Linked DNA regions of Sus scrofa: region 1 is linked to region 2. A link is a contact called in public Hi-C data. All regions are on one chromosome and are shown on one strand. The core of a region is the stretch at or near the end of the contact, and the rest is flanking DNA. Distances in the headings are between cores, read along the strand shown.

What was found. Hi-C and Micro-C count contacts between places; a contact is called where the count stands out from the background.
Region 1: a contact with region 2 is called in a Hi-C map of liver, with 5 times the contacts expected there. The contact joins the promoter of BICRA here to the promoter of NAPA in region 2. A contact is called at or near these places in 3 of 5 promoter capture datasets (fetal liver and liver), 9 of 47 Hi-C or Micro-C datasets (alveolar macrophages, blood, heart right ventricle and 4 more) and 2 of 2 datasets of contacts at active chromatin or transcription factors (alveolar macrophages and skeletal muscle).

Annotation. Positions count from the first base shown.
Region 1 is chr6:53,337,861-53,340,560 of Sscrofa11.1, reverse strand. It overlaps BICRA (glioma tumor suppressor candidate region gene 1 protein), which reads right to left and starts at 1,395. Exons shown (of 17, transcript XM_021094645.1): 1 at 1,329-1,395.
Region 2 is chr6:53,273,907-53,276,644 of Sscrofa11.1, reverse strand. It overlaps NAPA (NSF attachment protein alpha), which reads left to right and starts at 1,407. Exons shown (of 11, transcript NM_001244384.1): 1 at 1,407-1,594. The coding sequence starts at 1,497.

The sequences.
Region 1 (2,700 bases), core at 146-2,645, 64 kb before region 2:
CTGACACAGCGGCCTCTGACCCCACCTCCCCGGGAAGTTCAGCTGCTCAGAACCACAAAGCAAAACAAAGGGGTGCGGAGATAGGAAGGAGCCGCGCTGCCTTCCAGCCACCGCTGCCTCCCGGGCCCTCCCGCGGCTCCTCGCCCGGGTGGCCGCTGGCCGCGGACCAAGGCCCGGGCAGCCCCTGGTCCCTTGTCTCCCCGAGGCCGCCGGGTGACAGGAGCCGGAGAAGCAGCCGAGGGGCGGCCAGGGATGGGAAAACCAGATGGCTCCATCCCTCCTCCCTCCTCCTCCATCCTTCCCTCCGGGTGCCCGCGGCCTGGCCGCCCTCCGCAGGGGCCCGGGGAGGCCTCGGGCCCGGCTCGTCCGGGCTCACCCCAGGGAAAGGGTTGCCTTTGTCTAAAGGTCACCACCCGAGCGCGGTGCCCGGGCTGGGCCTGGTGCCTCCCATTCCCGGGCCGAGGGGGAGGAGATGGGGGGCCACCCCAAATCTCGGGAGGTGACAGGGGTAAGGCTCCACTCCCTCCTCCCCCCACCCCCCGCAACGGCCCCCTCCGGGACCAGCCAGCTAGCGGGGGGGGGGGTCAACTCCTTTCACTGCTGGGGGGTGGGGGACCAAGTCAACTCCTTTCATTGTTTAGGGGCGGTGGGGAGGGGGAGACCCAGTGGCCTCCTTCCGCATCCATCCCTTCCCAGCCTGCCGGAGGCCCCGTTTCTTCCCGGCACCCCCAGGAGGGATGAGAGGAGGGGGCGCAGGGGACGGGCGAGAGGGGGAGATGAAGGCTCGCCGGCTCCGACAGGGAAGCCACCATCCGCTGCCCCATTGCCCTCCTCTTTCCCGAAAGGCGAGGAGCAGGGCGAGGGGAGGAGGCCCCCGGGCCGGGGGAGGGGGGGTCTCCCCGCCCCTCCCCCCGTGGAACGTTAGGTCTCGTTTTTCCGCCGCTCCATTGTATCCCCGGCAGCCGGCGGGAGGGCCGGGGAGGCACCGGGCGCCGGGTTTGGGCAGAGGAACCCGGGGTGGGGGGTGGGGGTCCCCGCAGGATCGGGGCGGCGGTGATGGTGGGAGAGACGCGAGGAGTCGGGGGGGGGGCTACCGGGGGTGGTGGGCGCCGAGCAAAAAAAGAGGCAGCGGGCGCTGCGCCCCGGTTGGGGGGCTGAGTGTGTGAGTGTCGGGGGGTGGGTTCGGCCCCGGCTCCGGCTCCCCCCACACACACCCTCGCCGCCAACCCCCACTCCCCCCTCGCTTTTGCGCCCTGTCACAGCCCCGACTCGCAGGTAGAGAGAGTTAAGAGATTTAAAGAGAAATTGCTACATTGTGAGAAACTCACCCTGATGTTTGAGCAGCCGTCGGCGCGGGGTCTCCGAGACGGCCCCGCACGGGCTGCAAAGGGAGGACCCAGAAGGGGCCGACCGGCCGGGCCGGTCAGCGCACTGCCTGATCGCATGGCGGCCGCCCGGCAGCCTCCGCCAGGCCCCTGCCGCCGCCCCGCGCCGCGGCCCGGGCGCCCCGGACCCGCGCCCGCTCCGGGCAGGACCCCTCGGGTTTGCAAAAAAAAAAAAAAAAATTTTTTTTTTAATTAAATGCAAAAGAAAAAAAAAAAACCTTGCAGGTTTTGTGTCCCGCCCCCCCTCTCCTCCTCCTCCTCCTCCTCCTCCCTCCGCCCTCGCCGGGGGACGAGCTTGGAGGAGGCCCCGCCCCGCGACTCGGCAAACCAGCTACCGCTCTGGGCGCGGAGCGGCGGGCCCGCCAGCGAATGGGAGGCTGCGGACGCCCCGGGAGGGTGACCTCCGCACCGGCACCGCCCCCTCCCTCGCTCAAGTCCCGGGGGTTCGGGGCGCGTCTTCCCAGGCTCCGTTGGAGCCTCCCGACTACATCGAGCGATGTTCTGGACTAGGGGGGAAGGCTAAACGGATTCGCACTCCCGGATCCCGGGCGACCGGCCCGGCTGGGGAGGGGGCTCCGTGCGCCCCGGCCGCGCCCCGACGCTGGGGACGGTCGCCGGGTAGGAGAACGCGTCCAAGGGGAGCGCCGAAGGTTCGAAAAGGTAGCGGGAGTCGTGGATGGAGAAGGGAGGCCCCGCAGGTGGAATCTCGAAGGAGCCGGGAGTCGGAGCCAAAAAGCTGGAAGGCTGGGGAGCGGGGGCGGTGCTTTGGGGACACAGGCCTGGACCCCAAACGCGGCTCGCTCACTCACCTCTGTCGGTTCTCTGAGCTGCCGCGGCCTGGAGGCGGGCGCCGGGGAAGCGGATCCGACCTCTCTTAGAACCTCTCCTCGAGGTCTCTCGGGCCGCGCAGATGGGATTCCCAGAAGCCCCGGGACGCCTCGGTGGTGTTGGGTCTGCTTCCGCCCCGCCGGGCCGAGAACGCCTTGCGGGCGTGACACTCAGATGGGCGCGTTTCTTCGGCGAACGCATGCTGAGCGCCTACTGTGTGCCCTGCGCCGGGCTCGGAGCCCAACGAGGACCCAGATAGCTACGAGCTACCCTCCCCAAGCGCTCAGGCCGAGGCGGCTTATATTCTGGTCGCTTAATACCTTCAGTTTCCCCGGTTCCCTGAAAAGCTAGGCGCATACCCCACGAAGCTGCTCAATACATGTGTGTTGAATAAATAAGTGATTGAGAGCTATGTGTTTTTAAGCTTTAGATCTGATCCTAGTTTCTCGGCGGCACTACTGTTATTTACGAGACCACGGAGGTAAAG
Region 2 (2,738 bases), core at 158-2,657:
GAGCTAGAACCTCTGCTCTCAGTTTTGCCTCTATCTCTCAGTTATGGGCATATCTCAAAGACACTGCAGGTGCAGTTGCAGATCACCACAATAACACCAGTCACAGGAGTTTTTGTTTCCCTGTGCATATAAAAGTTACCTTTACACTATCCCTGAGTCTGTTAGTGTGCCATAGTATTGTGTAAAAAAAAAAAAAGTACATATCAATTAAACGTACTTATTGCTAGAGTTCCCATCGTGGCTCAGTGGTTAACGAATTCGACTAGGAATCATGAGGTTTGGGTTCGACCCCTGGCCTTGCTCAGTGGGTTAAGGATCTGGCGTTGCCATGAGCTGTGGTGTAGGTTGCAGACGTGGCTCGGATCCCGCGTTGCTGTGGCTCTGGCGTAGGCCGGTGGCTACAGCTCCGACTGGACCCCTAGCCTGGGAACTTCCATATGCCACGGGAGCGGCCCAAGAAATGGCAAGAAGACAAAAAAAAAAAAAAAAAAAAAAAAGTACTTATTGCTGTCATCTGAGCCTTTAGCCAGTCGTAGTAGTAACATCAAAGATCACTCTTCACAGGCCGCCCTAACAAATGTAGTAATGAAAACATTTAAAGTAGTTCAAGAATTATCAAACGTGACACTGAGACGTGAAATGAGCTAATGCTGTTTGGGAAGCAGCGCAGCGCAGACACTCCTGCTCAAGGCAGGGTTCCCACAACCTTCAACTCGTCCAAAACGTAGTATCTGCAAAGGGTAATTAAAGTACAAATAAAGTGAGGTATGCTTTCTTCACTGCCCTTCCCAAGCCAGTTTCAGCATAGGTCGACAGAGGGCGCAAGAACAAGAAGACCAGTTTCCTTCTCGCCACAGACGCCTTTACAAGTGAAGGACAATAGGAGATAAGGAGCGGAGGCGGGGACTAACTACTGCGCAACGGAGCTGTCAAACCCAGGCGTGGTTTGGTCGTAACTTCCCGCACGGCCCAGGAGCTGTCACGTGAGAGGCATCGGTCAGCTGACTGGGATATAAATTCCACCGGGGAAGGTACAGGCGGAGCCAGGGTCTGGTGCTCATTGGTGGAGGCGGATCCAGCCAGGTAACACCTCGAGGAGGAGCTTGCGGGGAGGAGGAAGGGTCCTTGGCGGTGAGGACTACGATTGGCTGGCGTTGAATCACATGGGCCGTCACCCCGAGCTTCCGGAAGCGAGGCGAGCGCAGTGCGCGGACTCTTGCGCATGCGTCCAAGCACCAGGTCGCCGATTGGAAACTGAGAGTCACGGGGCGGTGTAAGGCAGCTGGCGGGGGGCGGGGCCCGCGGGGCGCGCGCCGCGCTACGAGGCCGCTGGTTGGCCAGCGCGGAGCACGTGGTGCCGGGGCGCAGGAGGCGCGCGCCGGAGCGACGTCAACGCAGCCCACTAAGCTCCCCCGACCTGTGTACCGCGGCTCTGCCGCGGCTGAGTCCTCCGAGGGTTGGGGTTCGGCGGTTTGCTGAGTACCTTTGCCGCCGCCATGGACAACTCCGGGAAGGAAGCGGAAGCGATGGCGCTGCTGGCCGAGGCGGAGCGCAAAGTGAAGAACTCGCAGTCCTTTTTCTCGGGCCTCTTTGGGTAAGAACTGCGCCGGGCAGTCGGCCGGGACCTACGCTGAGAGGACGCAGGAGTCATGGGCTGAGGCGGCGGTAGAGACGAAGGGCTTGAGCCTCGAGGATGGAGGGCGTCACTGGATTACGTGACATGGTCTAAGTCAGCAGAGGGGACGAGGCTGAGGGCTAGGGGGCCCCGGGTGTGGCAGTGGCATCATGGTTTGAGGAGAGACTGAGAAGATGGCATTACCCTGGGCTGAGGACACCCAGGCCAGGGTGACACCATCTGGAGGCGGCAAGGGGACCCAGGCTGAAGACGGGCCAGAGCAGCAGCTGGGGTGAAGAAATGGTCTGAGGCCTTGCGGGGAACCTGGCCTGCGGAGATTGAGGGAGCCTGGGAGGGCAGCCAGGTCAAGCAGCTTTTTGAAGCTCTAGGAGGACTTATTTGAAGGATCTCAGACCGGCGTCTTGAGGCCTGGGACTGAGGAGCTCTCCCGCTCTAGGGCCTCACCTTTCCAAGTCCTGAGGTGGTGGATTTGTGTGAACTCAGGGTCAGGGCTTAGGTGATCCTGGGAGTGAGGAGCCCAGGTCTGAGGTGTGTGAGGTGTCTGGGCTGAGTGTGGTCCTGGTTGCCGGGAACTAGTATCAGGGGATCTGACACCCGGGTGAGATCTGGGCGGAGGCCTCCCTGGGGTGATGGAGCGAAGGCTGATGAGGCCTGAGCTGGGAGACTGGAGACCAAGTGGGCGTGGGGGGAAATCAGTGGAGCTGGCTCGGTTTAGGACTGGGGAGGATAAAAGGAAGAGATGAGAGGAGTTCCCATTGTGGCGCAGTGGAGACGAATTCGACTAGGAACCCTGAGGTTTTGGGTTCGATCCCTGGCCTTGCTCAGTGGGTTAACGATTCGGCGTTGCCGTGAACTGTGGTGTAGGTTGCAGATGCGGCACAGATCTGGCGTGTGGCTGTGACTGGCCGGCAGCTGTAGCTCCGATTAGACTCCTAAACTGGGAACCTCCTTATGCCACAGGATTAGCCCCCCCCCCAAAAAAAAAAGGGAAGAGATGAGAAAACCAGAAGGGGCTGAAGGCCTGCTGAATGGTCCTTGAGTGAGGTTTGGGCGGGCAGTGCGAGCAGGATGAGCAGCATGCCCAGGAGAGGGCTGAAGGGGG